3 separate regions of the Mus musculus genome follow, and all the other regions are linked to region 3. A link is a contact called in public HiCAR-type and promoter capture Hi-C data. All regions are on one chromosome and are shown on one strand. Each heading gives the region's core, a stretch centred on a gene start, on an enhancer-like site or on the middle of the called end of the contact. The rest is flanking DNA. Distances are from core to core; before and after follow the strand shown.

Region 1 (3,934 bases), core at 753-3,252, 3.0 Mb after region 3:
CTAGGGTTTCCCAGGTTCTACACACAGAGTAGATCTTAGGAAATGGAAACTGGATAATGATATAAACTTACACTGTCAAAGATGAGCAATACTCTGTATATCTTTCTTAAAAACAAAAACAAAATTAGAACCCAGAAGATCTTTCTTTCTCCTGTAGCCTGGTTCTCTACAATTGCATAAGCTCTTCTCTGGGTTCCTCTCCTCGATACAGATGCTAAAGTACCATGGCTCATAGTCATGAAAGAACTTTTATTTCTTTATTTCTTTAGCCTTGCCTTTTGGTCCTGTCTAAAGGTTCCTAAAATCCTCTGTCTATACAGATACAATGAGGAGAAAGGACCTCATGCTCTTTTCTGACCTGAAGGTATCAATTCTGAACTTACCCTTTCTTTGCTCCATTCTAGTCTTTTCCGCTTGGTCCCTGTCACAGTGCAGGACACCTCTATCTGGCCATTTCTTGCATAGGCTTTCATGGCCTCCTAAGTGTCTGTGACTTCTGCACTTCCCTCTGCAGTTACTTTATGAGTCCAGTGCACTGCGATCTCTCTCACTAGCATTATTATTAAGCCACTCAAGTGATCTTCCTGCTTAAAATATTTTGTTTTAAGACAAAAATAAAAAAGGCCCTCTGCAGTCCTGTGTGTCCTGGAACTCACTATGTATACCAGTTTGGCCTCAAATTCAGAGGTCCTCCTGATTCCACTTTCTAGTACTGGGCCATGCTACCTCAATTGGTTTTAAAAATTATCAGTGCTGGGAATTGAGCCCAGGGACTCAAGCATGTTAGGCCAGGCTTGGATCACTGAGCAAAATTCTTAGTCTCGCTTCTCTCTCCCACTTTTAGGCACCTCGCAACTCCAACCTATTCTTCATTCTACAGCTGGAAAATACATATCTAATCTCCACCTTTTGAAGTTCTCTAGTGGGTGGATCCACCACCTTCAGGACAAAGTTCAAACTAAGAGGCCTCAGCTATATACCCTCCTACTTTTCTGGCAAGTTCAACTTTTCTCCCCTGGAGGCTACACTTCAAACATATCAAATTACTTGTTCTACACCAAGTCTGGACAGATCTTTTGCCCAATTCAACTTGAATAACTCATCACCCAGGTCTTCGTTCAGGTGTCACTCACTCGGGGAAATGTCCTTGCAGATTCTCGAGTTTTCCAAGCCCTTTTCCCAACTGAGCTTACTCTACGGCTTTCCGGTAAAACCCCTTAGCAACAGGGTCTGGTTACCAGGCTTCAAAATTCCACCTTTGCCCTTGGTTAGCCTCAGGCTATCCGGCTGTATCCGCAACTGGGGGAAACTATTTCATCAGTCTGTTGTGCGAATTAAATGAGATGATGTAAGGCGCTGACAATTTAAGAGTTAGCTGTTACAGAGGACTAAGAAAGATCCATTCCCGTGTCTCCTTATTCCCGGAGCCAGTTATGCGCGTGACTTAGACTGAAGTCACATTTTTGTTCTGGTCTCACTTCGATTTTTTTATTGGACAAGGTGGTTATAACAGCCCCGGAGGCGATCAGGTATGGAGCTTGTCACGACTTTCGTTCCGCTCGCTGCCCAGACTCGGGACGCCCCCAAGTGGTTCAAGTTCTGCAGCAAGAGCCCGAGCGAGGCCGACCACACCATTCCCGATTTTAAAGGAAGAATCGACTTTCCCAGGCATTAAGTTCTTATTTATAAAAGGGGAGCCTCGTCTTTCGCTTCATAGCTTCAAAGTCTACCAGACCCGGTAAAACTAGAACTGGGGTTGTGAATGGGGCGGAGCGAGCTGGCTCGCTTTCCTCCCCTAGCCCCAGGAGGGCATTGGTACTTTCCTCTCTCAATTCCCTCTCAATAATGGTACGGTCGCGGAGGGGAGATCCGGGAGGACTCTAAGGCTCGGCGGAACGGAGTGGCGTGGAATCACCCCTCCGGCTTCGGCGCAGTGGTATCGCCTGCCGCGCGCTGATTGGCTGCCGAGGGCCCGCAGTCGGCCTCAGCCCGCCGCGCCGCCCTCAGAGCAGCTCCAGCAGCCGCGCCGCCTGGCTTTTCGTTTTCCTTGTTCTCCGCGGGCCGTGGCGGGGCTCCGCGCCGCGGCTGTTAGTCATGTCGGGTAGGTGACTCCGTCAGCGAGCAGCGGCAGCGGCGAGAAGGGGTCCGGTGGGTTCTGGCCGTCTTCCCGCCCACCGGAGGGCCGCGAGGGAAAGACTCCGGCCTGAGGGAGGCTGGGGTGGGGGGAGGGAGGGGGGCGGCCGCGTCGCCGCCATGTTGGACCGGAGGCACGCACGCTCCCAACGCTCCCTGGCTACAAATCACGGCGGGAGCGCCCCGGAGCTCTTTTGATCCTGCCCTTGGAACCTGGGGAGATGAGCAGCTCCCCGGGGAGGGTGTGTGTGAGTTGGGGGGGGGGCGGAGGCCCGTCTACGCCATCGTAAGGGCGGGGGGAGCCGAGATCTGAGCATCAGCCTGAGGACTGGGGGCTTCGGGTCCTCCGCGCCGACTCAGATCTCTCAGCGAGGCCTCCGGCCGGTCGTCTCGCCACCTCGTTCCTCTGTTTCCCCATCCGAGAAGTGGAGCTGGGCCTTCCTGACTCACCCATTCATCAGGTGGGAGTCTTACGCTCTGGGAGCCCTTTTCGAAGCACTTTGCCTTACCCGAAGTCGCGCTACGGTCATTCCCTCTGCTGTAACCATTGGGGTTGCGGGGCGGTGTTTGTTTATTGGGCTTCACCTTTGTACTCCCTCCTCCACTTGTTAATCTCCTGAACTTAGAATTAAGCCTTGCCAGTTACTGACGAGCACTTTTAGGTCTTCGTGGCATTTCCCTTAAGACTTTAGAGACCAAGGACAGCGTCTTCCTCAAATTAGTATTTATAGAGGCCACTGCTGTGTGGAAGTGAGGCTTTCCCCCCTCCGGACAGGCAGTCTGGGTCCTGTTAAACCAGAACTTAAAAGTCCTCTGAATTCTAACAGTTCCAGTTGACCACATAAGGTCCTTTCTTTGGGCTACACTTACAGGTGGCAAAGACAGACCCAGAACGAGAGTTCTTTACTTCTGAGGAAAACATTGCCTAAAGCCATATGGCTGAGATGACATAATGACTTTGGTAGTTTTTCACCTACTTATGAGAGAAAGGATCTCATGAGGTATCCTTGGCTCAACTGGAACTCGATATGGAGTCCAGGCTGGCCCCAAACTCACAGATCCACCTAACCGCTGGCACTAAAGGTGTGCACCACTATGCTTGGAAGATTTGCCCTTTTATTAATTAATTGGCAATCCTTTTCTAAAGGTTTTCCCAGTCCACCTGGAGGGATGTGTATGATCAAATCTGCAATTGGAGAAGATTCAAAAGGAGCGAGAAAGACGGGACAGAGAATGATGGTCTTCCCTCAGATTAGCAATGATACTGAGGAGCTAGAAATCTCATCTTTTTGGGTAGGGTACCTGTATGGTGGAAAAAGCTAGGCTGAAGTGAAGTTAGCTCTTTTTAAATTCTGCTTTTTGTTCAAACAAGGGATTATTAGTTCCAGAGGAGAAATTGGCATATTTTTTCCAGGTAAAGGTCCAGAAAAGGATGTACAAGTGCATCCTTAGGAAGGGTATATGTAGGTTAACCGTGACTTAGAAAATTAAATAGCTCTCTTCATGTAGGAATTACCAAGATTCAGTGTAAGCAGTGCTCAGGGATTGTTTGGGACAGGATCTTCCAGTGTGTCCTAGGCTGGCTTTGAACTCATCATCTTTTAACAGCTTCCTGAGTGGCATTGCAAGCTTGCTACATTTGGTCCACACTGTTGGTTTTTTATTGTAATTATTTATATAAGACAATGACATTTTTATAGGACTGAGTAATTTCAATGAAAGATTTAAATTTAAAGGCTTAAGTTAGGATTTTTTTCTTACTGTTATATACAACTTAATATGTTTTGTGATGTATATGAAA
Region 2 (4,100 bases), core at 421-2,920, 2.8 Mb after region 3:
GGCTCTTACATACACCAAGCATGCACAAAGGTGTGCCTATTATGAGAGAGGTCACCAGGATGGTGGCCCATGCTTTATGGATGTGAGGAATAACTTCTGTGACTTAATAGCTAGGGTAGACCGGATGATTGGTACAAATTTTCAAATTTTGTTAATAAAGGGGTTTTAGGAATGGCCTTACCTTCTGACGGGCTCCTGCATTGCACTGGCTTCAACCAGTCTCTGTTTGATAGCTTGCATGTCCTGAGCTGTCAGTCGAGCTAACCGAACTCCAGCCAGTTTCAGCAGGGGAGAGTGATGCTCAGCTTTCCCCAAGATGTAACGCAGTTGTTGTGTAAGAAACCAGCCTTCCCAGGCCATGTTAACAAAAGGGTAGGCCGCCAGAAAGGCTCTGTAGAATCGTTTCCAGCGAGAAGAAGGGGGGTGAATAGAGTATTCGTCTTCTTCTCTCAAGCTAGAAGCCAGCTTCTCTAGCTTCACTTTCAGATAGGGAAGAAGGACAAGGAACATGGCAGATTTCCAGAGGTGTTCCTTGGGAAGACCAGCACTGGCCGGTCTCTGAAGATGCGGCGAGCTCCCTGCCACAATCCGCTTTAAGCCATAAAAGTGTTCAGAAAATGAGGCACTAGTTCTAGAAAGATAATGCTGCTGGAGCAGGAAGTCTAGCAGAGTGAAGATTTCATCAAACCACCGCCAGAGGAAGCCATAGTGCGCAGGATTTGATTCTGCAAGAACCTGATGCAAAAACATTTTATTACAGTCTTCAGTTTGTATTCACATCAGCCTTTTCCTTTTAAATTCAATACACCTGGCTTAAGTAATTGGCTTTTGGGGTATAGTCTGAGTTCCTGAGGTCATAGGAATGGAGTACAGAGCTCTTTGAATGGATGCCCATTAAGTCCTGGATACAAATGACACATGGCGATCATTGCAAACTTAGGGTTACTAGTAAAATGTTTGGAGTTTTATCCAGTCGTCCCTGAAACGATTCAGAGAAGTAATACCTTACCTTGACCACATGCTGAAGAGCGGGTCTCACTGCTGTCATTAAACTGTCCTGTGCTACCACCTCAAAGATGGATGGCTGGTCGTCCGCCACTGAAGCAGTTGTGATGTGAGCCCCATACTCAGCCATTGTGTCTTGTGTGAACTGGGATTCACTTTTCCCACGAACACTCTAGTGAGCATGAACTTGTTTTTGTATCAAACGGGTGCTGAGTCTTAGTCCTTCTGCATGGCACCTGAAACTAAAAATTGAATTTTACAGGAGTGAAAAATCAACGGGGGTGGGTGGGGGGAGCTTATATGGAGGCGGAGGAGAGGGAGTCTCAAAGTAAGGACTGTTAACTCCGGAGCTGGGGACGTGGCACGTGGGGTCTGGGGAATGACTTGTCAAATGCTGCACCTCACAGGGCAGAGCGTGACTCGGAGGCGGGGAGTGGGCCAAGAAACGTGTCGCTCGAACCGCAGTCCGGGAGCTGCGAGGCCCGGCTCCGGCGGCTGCCTGAGAAGCGCCCGTCCTTGCTTGCTGACCTCGGGCACGGAGCAGAGGACCCGTGACGCCACCTGCGAAAGGAGGTCTCGGCTTTGTGACCGAAACCGTACCCGGAAACAGAAGCTCCGAGGACCTCCACACGGCGGGCGGAAGACAGGCGCTCTAGCATCGAATGTAGCCCTGAGCCGGAACTCGGGAACTCTATGACCAACTGGGACTTCCGTTTCCGCCCCCCTGACGACGAGGCGACGGGTTAGTGCAGTGAGTGCATTCTGTTCCTGGTTAGCTCTGAGCGAAGCTTCCTGGAGGGCGGTACTCGAGCCTCTGTGCCGAGCTGGGGTCCCTGCCTGACGCCGGTTGCCATGGGAGATCAAGCCAGGTCCTTTCTGCCAGGTGGTGCTTAGCTCAAAGTCGGCCACCTTCCCGAGTGTTAGTCAGTTATCAGCAAGTTTTACTAAAATGACAAAAGATTCATTCTTGCCTACCAGAATTTAGGACGGCTACTTTTTTACTTACTTACAGACAGCTTAACTTGTCATCCATGTGTAAAATTAAGTTATAGCTCTAGGCACATTCTGCTAGATGAAATTGATTCCTGCCCTCCAGCTCAGTAGGTATTAGCAGTATTAGCAGCGCAGGGATCGTTATGATTCTCGAACTGAATAGTAGCATTCAGCTCTAGAGGACCTTAGGGTATAAAAGTGGGCAATTGGTTTGTATAATGAGAACCTTATAAAGGGATTGGTTTTAGTTTCAATTTAAATTTTGAAGTTTTTTTATAGTTCTAAAGTATGATCCATACTTCACTAAAGTCACTGTCAGAAGTGCAATTGTTGAATTTCTAAAAAGTATTAAAGATTTTTGTTTTAAATAATGTTTGTTTCAGCTTAAAAGTTTTTTTGATTTTTGGTTTTTTTTTTCGAGACAGGGTTTCTCTGTGTAGCCCTTGGCTGATCTGGAACTCACTCTGTAGACCAGGCTGATCTCGAACTCAGAAATCCGCCTGCCTCTGCCTCCCGAGTGCTGGGATTAAAGGCATGCGCCACCAACGCCCGGCTTCAGCTTAAGAGTCTTAAGGTTTATGTACATATCCTTGGCTAGCATTCAAGTTGGCTTTCGTGCTCAGCCTTGAGTTTTAAGGACCCGAGAACTACATAAAGCATCTGGTAAATATCGCATGCTAACCAATGGGGTCTTAATTTTAAAAAGATTTTTAGGTTGTACTAGTATTTGCTGGCACATATATGTATGTGCCACATGCAGCCTGGTAACTGCAAAGGTCAAAAAAGTATGTTTGATTCTCTGGAACTGGAGTTACAGACCATGTGTGTGCTGGGAACCAAAGTCAGGTCCTCTGCGAGAGCAACCAGTGCTGTTAACCACTGAGCCATCTCTCCAGCCCACCAAGCCACCTCTCCAGCCCACTGAGCCACCTCTCCAGCCCACTGAGCCATCTCTCCAGCCCACTGAGCCACCTCTCCAGCCCACTGAGCCACCTCTCCAGCCCACTGAGCCATCTCTCCAGCCCACTGAGCATCTCTCTAGCTGTTTATGCTTTTAAGTGAATAGCAAAAACACACAGCTAAGAAATAGCTAAAACAGGTAGAAAATGAAACATTTGCATCAATTAAGGTTTTTAGTTGCAAAGAACAGAAGCAGGCTATTTTAAAACAAAAGGAACTTAAACTCTAGGTGGGAAGGCTGGAGAGATGATGGGCAGGTGAGAGCACTTGTTGCTCTTGCAGAGGGCCTGAGTTCAGTTTTCAGCACCCACATTCAGAGGCTCACAATTAACTGTAAGCCCAGCTCCAGGGATACAGTGCTCTCTCTGGTCTCCTGAGGTACCGACACATACTTGTACAGATGCAACGTTTAAATGGAGTAGCTCACAAAACAAGATAGCTCAAAAAGAACAGGACTATATAACTCCCTTAGCGTTCTCTCTAGCAGGAATTAGTAACGTTTCATCCAAGTAACCTTGTTACAGTGAACAAGTGTCAAGTGCTCATTGTGTCCACGGTCAGATTCTTCTGACAGAAGGTGCTGGCATATATATGTAACCCCAGCGCCTGAGGCAGTGGGCTACCTGGCAGTGAGGAAAGGGGGAAAGAGGTGAAAGGGGGAGGAAGGGGGAAAACACCCATTTGAGCAATCTTGGTTTAAAGTTGATCAATCATGGTTAGCCAGAGGGTCAAGATTTCCTGATTAATGGACCCACAAGACTACTCTATAAAAAGGAAACTGTATTCCATGAGAAAAGGAAAAAGTTAAAAATAGTATGTCCTGGTTGGTTATATAACTCAGTGGTAGGACGTGTGTGAAGCCCTAGGATCCTTTCCCAGTTCTGGAAAGAAAAATAGTGTCAGTTTTTATTTCAATTTGGTAATGTGCCAGTTTTTAGTTACCAAATAATGCATTAAAAACCCCAGTCTCAAATGTGTAGTCTAATAGAAGGCACATGATTAACCTTTCTATTAGAAGGCATTAAAGGCTAAGCCTGACCATCAGGTTTGGAGATCTTAAGTATATATTAAATGTAAGTTACATAGGAAATTATTTAATAGATGCTCAGTAAATAAATGTAATTGGGTTAAGTCATCTGTTT
Region 3 (4,055 bases), core at 921-3,420:
GTGAGAAGACCCATGCCTTTAATCCAGGTTTTGCGGTGGGCCTTTAATCTGCGTTCTTTAACCTGGGCGACACCTTCTGTTGGAAGGAAGCCTATGTAAGCACATGAAAGAAGTGAGCTTTTGCTCTTTGCCAGGCTCTTAGGCTTTCTGCCCAAAAACTAGCCACTGTTGGGAGTTCCGCTGCCCTGACTGCTTCCGTGAAGCAAGCGTACCAGGCGTGGCCTAGGTGAGTAGGGTTCCTGACAACCTCTCACCTCAGCATGTAGTATGGTAGTGCCATCCTGCTTCTGTTCTGCAAACACGAGGAGGCTGGGGTAGTTGGCAGAGGTTTTCGAAGGTAATGGGGTAGGGTTGGCCAGACAGAAGACAAGAGAGAACACGCATGTGGCCGTGCTGGAGAAGGCCCGTGACCTCTAGGATTGAATTGTAAAAGCTGGAATTCAGTTGCAGGCAACAGCAGGCCCGGGTCTTTCTAATGGGTGGATCTCTGCCTTTGGAGGGCTGTGTATAATTAGGGAAGTAGAACACATTTAACTTTTGCTTAATCCTGGAATTTGAAGGGGACCATAAGCATGAAGTCAGCTCAGAGGCTGGTTTTTAGCGGTTGCCTTTCCAGGTAGAAGAAACATTGGGGGAGCTGGTCTGAAAGGCCTTAGGAAGATGGCTTACAGCCTACTATGATGAAAAGGAAGAGACCCAGGGCCGCCCTACTGAAGAGCAGCTAGGGGGTTGAGTCTGACCCTTGAGGCTCGGTCTCAGTGTCAGTGTTGAGAGCGCTCTTGGAGAGGGTTTTCGTTGGAGCTGGTATGGTGGCTCATGCCTGAATCCTAACTGAACATTGAAGCAGGAGGATGGCAAGGTGCTGGCGGCCTGTGTCTCAAGGAAAGGTTCCAAGTCATGGATTAATTTTGAGCAGAGTTGTTAGAAAGCCAGTGTGACACTGGCCTTCATTCCCCGTCCCCCAATGTAATTATTTACTCTCCCCCTTCCCGGTTTGAGTTGAAGTCTCCATCCTCACCACAGCACGTCCTACTACTGGCTCTGGACCATACTCCAGAGCTGTGAGCTAACACTTCATTATTTCGTTTATAGGTTACCCAGTGTCAGGTGCTGTGTTCTAGTAATAGCAGGTACCACTCTGTTCTATGAGAAACATTGTTAGGAAGGGGCCACAGCGAAGCTAGCCATCCTGTGTGCTTGGTAAGGTCCTGGAAAAACTTTTTTTGGGGGGTGGGGTGGGGTGGTAACAGGGCAGGGCACTTACCTCTCTGGTCACCCTGGTCCCTAACCTGGAAGTACTTAAGCCTAATGACCTCAACAAGATTCTTGTTTTGGGTGTTTTCAGGAATTCTCTCAGGTTCGGAGTTGGGAGTCTGAGTTAAGATACAGGTTGGCTTATTTGACAATTTGGGTCTCCAGAACCAGTCCAGAATGAATGACTTGTAATTCGGCAGTGGCCTTTGTGAAGGACATGGAGGCTGATTGTGAACTATGTGTCGGTAGTCAGAACCAGATTTTCTTGCAATTTTACTGTCATCAAGTTTTAAAATGGGCAAATAAGAAACTGGCCTAAAGGCGCAGCAGCTTCAATTTTGACAGCCTCCGTGATAGGATCTCTAGGCCGCCCTCATCCTTCTGGCCTGGCTTTCCTAGAGTCTTAATGGGTGCCGGGCTTTTACGCTGATGCTGATTGCGGCTCTTCCTTTCTCCAGCGCCCGGGCCAGCTCTCCGCACCGCCCGCAGCCTCTGCCAAGGGGGCCGCGGCGGGAACAAAGGCAGCACGTGTCTGGGCGGGGCCCGCCCTCCGCCCCGCCCGCCCCCTCGCCCTCCCGCCCGCCCTCCCGCCTGGAGAGCTCCGCTGCGCGGCGCCGGAGCTCACGAGGCCGGGCTCCGCGCGCGGCGCAGGCACCTTCCAGGTGGAGACCCGGCTTCGCGCGTTCCCGCCGCCCGCGCCGTGTCCCGTAATGGGCGCGCCCACTAGAGGCGCCACCGTGCGCCGCTCGCGCTGAGGGACGCGAGTGGCGGCGACCTGGCGGCGAGACCGAGCGGGCGTGTGGACCGCGCGCGCGATCCGGAGAGGCGGCTTGCAAGGCGCGCGCCGGGGCGGGGCGGGGCGGGGCCGGCGGGCTCGCGGCGGAGACGCAGGCGGGGGCCGGGCGGGGGCGGGGCCGCGGCGTCTGCAGAACCTTGGACAGAAGCAGGGAGCCGCCGCCGCGCCGAGTCGAGCACCCGGGCCGCGGCGCGCATTGCGGAGGGCCTGGGACGCAGCGGCTGCGCCTGCCGCGGGAGCCTGCCTGACTGCGGGTAAGCCTGCGCGGACCGGGGCCGTGTGCGCGGCCTGGTTGGATTCCTGCTGCGGAGGCCACTGCGGCTCTTTGACCGGTGCCGCAGTGGAAGCACAGGCTGGGGCTCGACGGGGCCGCAGCCCGGGGGTTCGGGCCTCGGAAGTGCGAGCGGAGGGGCGCGGCGTGGAGCCCCGCCCGGGGCTGAGAACCATCTTGTTTTCCACGCAGATCCGCAGGACTAAACGCGTCGTGTCCCGGGAGCGCCTCCTTTCTCTCTGCGGCCGCTACAGGCTCGGTAAGCCTTTACCCCCCTCCAGCCGGCAGGCTGGGCGCGCGGGGGTGCCGGCCCCTGCCGGGCGCGCAGTGGCACCATGGGCACGGTGCTGTCCCTATCCCCCAGCTATCGGAAGGCCACACTGTTTGAGGATGGCGCGGCCACCGTGGGCCACTACACGGCCGTGCAGAACAGCAAGAACGCCAAGGACAAGAACCTGAAGCGGCACTCCATCATCTCGGTGCTGCCTTGGAAGAGGATCGTGGCGGTGTCAGCGAAGAAGAAGAACTCCAAGAAGGCGCAGCCCAACAGCAGCTACCAGAGCAACATCGCGCATCTCAACAATGAGAACCTGAAGAAGTCGCTGTCCTGTGCCAACCTGTCCACATTCGCCCAGCCCCCGCCGGCTCAGCCGCCCGCACCCCCAGCCAGCCAGCTTTCTGGCTCCCAGACTGGGGTCTCCTCTTCTGTCAAGAAGGCCCCGCACCCTGCCATCACCTCTGCAGGGACACCCAAACGGGTCATCGTCCAGGCGTCCACTAGTGAGCTGCTGCGCTGCCTGGGTGAGTTTCTCTGCCGCCGGTGCTACCGCCTGAAGCACTTGTCCCCAACGGACCCCGTGCTCTGGCTGCGCAGCGTGGACCGCTCCCTGCTTCTGCAGGGCTGGCAGGACCAGGGTTTCATCACACCGGCCAATGTGGTCTTCCTCTACATGCTCTGCAGGGATGTCATCTCCTCTGAGGTGGGCTCCGACCATGAGCTCCAGGCTGTCCTGCTGACCTGTCTGTACCTCTCCTATTCCTACATGGGCAATGAGATCTCCTACCCGCTCAAGCCCTTCCTGGTAGAGAGCTGTAAGGAAGCCTTTTGGGACCGTTGCCTCTCAGTTATCAACCTCATGAGCTCCAAGATGCTGCAGATCAATGCCGACCCACACTATTTCACACAAGTGTTCTCTGACTTGAAGAATGAGAGCGGTCAGGAGGACAAGAAGCGACTCCTCCTGGGGCTGGATCGGTGAGCCCCTGTAGCCGGTATCCTGGCTCAAGGATTCCACTTGTTTTTAAATTTTATTACTAAAAGAATCAAGTTTTGTGTACAGTATGTGTCTAGCAGAGCCACCAAGGGCCTCTTCCCACGTTCTTTCCTTGGGGTTTTTTTTTAGCCCTTTCAAGAACTCTGGGGACTTTCGAACTGATGAACCTTGCGCGAACCCAAAAGATGCATTCAGAGCCACTTCGGCTGCTGACCACTCACTTTCCGGGACTCAAGGGACTGACTTGCCCATGTCACCTGTACCCACGATGGATCCAGGGTAGATGAGGCTTCCCACTGTCCCATGATCGGAGCTGGGGCCCATGGCTGGTGGCCCTGGAGGAATCAGCCCTTTTCTGGGTATTGTTTCTCTTGAAGGCTCCTGGAGCTGGCTGTCCTGACTCAGGATCCAGGAGGTTGTGAGTGAGGCAAGATCTGCACAGCCCTGGGGCATCAGTGCA

Evidence for each region. Promoter capture Hi-C pulls out the DNA fragments that hold promoters and counts their contacts. HiCAR-type assays count read pairs that join an accessible place to other places.
Region 1: a contact with region 3 is called in a promoter capture Hi-C map of liver, with 9 times the contacts expected there. The contact joins the promoter of Taf15 here to the promoter of Cdk5r1 in region 3. A contact is called at or near these places in 2 of 39 promoter capture datasets (both in liver) and 1 of 484 Hi-C or Micro-C datasets (cerebellum).
Region 2: a contact with region 3 is called in a HiCAR-type map of astrocytes, with 7 times the contacts expected there. The contact joins the promoter of Pex12 here to the promoter of Cdk5r1 in region 3. A contact is called at or near these places in 3 of 39 promoter capture datasets (cranial neural crest, embryonic stem cells and liver), 1 of 115 datasets of contacts at active chromatin or transcription factors (astrocytes) and 1 of 9 other capture datasets (liver).

The regions. Positions count from the first base shown.
Region 1 is chr11:83,471,106-83,475,039 of GRCm38.p6, forward strand. It overlaps Taf15 (TATA-box binding protein associated factor 15), which reads left to right and starts at 2,003. Exons shown (of 16, transcript NM_027427.3): 1 at 2,003-2,101. The coding sequence starts at 2,095.
Region 2 is chr11:83,297,307-83,301,406 of GRCm38.p6, forward strand. It overlaps Pex12 (peroxisomal biogenesis factor 12), which reads right to left and starts at 1,671. Exons shown (of 4, transcript NM_001364762.1): 1 at 1,406-1,671; 2 at 1,010-1,247; 3 at 182-735. The coding sequence starts at 1,135. It also overlaps a transcript of Ap2b1 not described here.
Region 3 is chr11:80,474,853-80,478,907 of GRCm38.p6, forward strand. Cdk5r1 (cyclin-dependent kinase 5, regulatory subunit 1 (p35)) reads left to right here and starts at 2,171. Exons shown (of 1, transcript NM_009871.3): 1 at 2,171-4,055. The coding sequence starts at 2,657. The coding sequence ends at 3,580.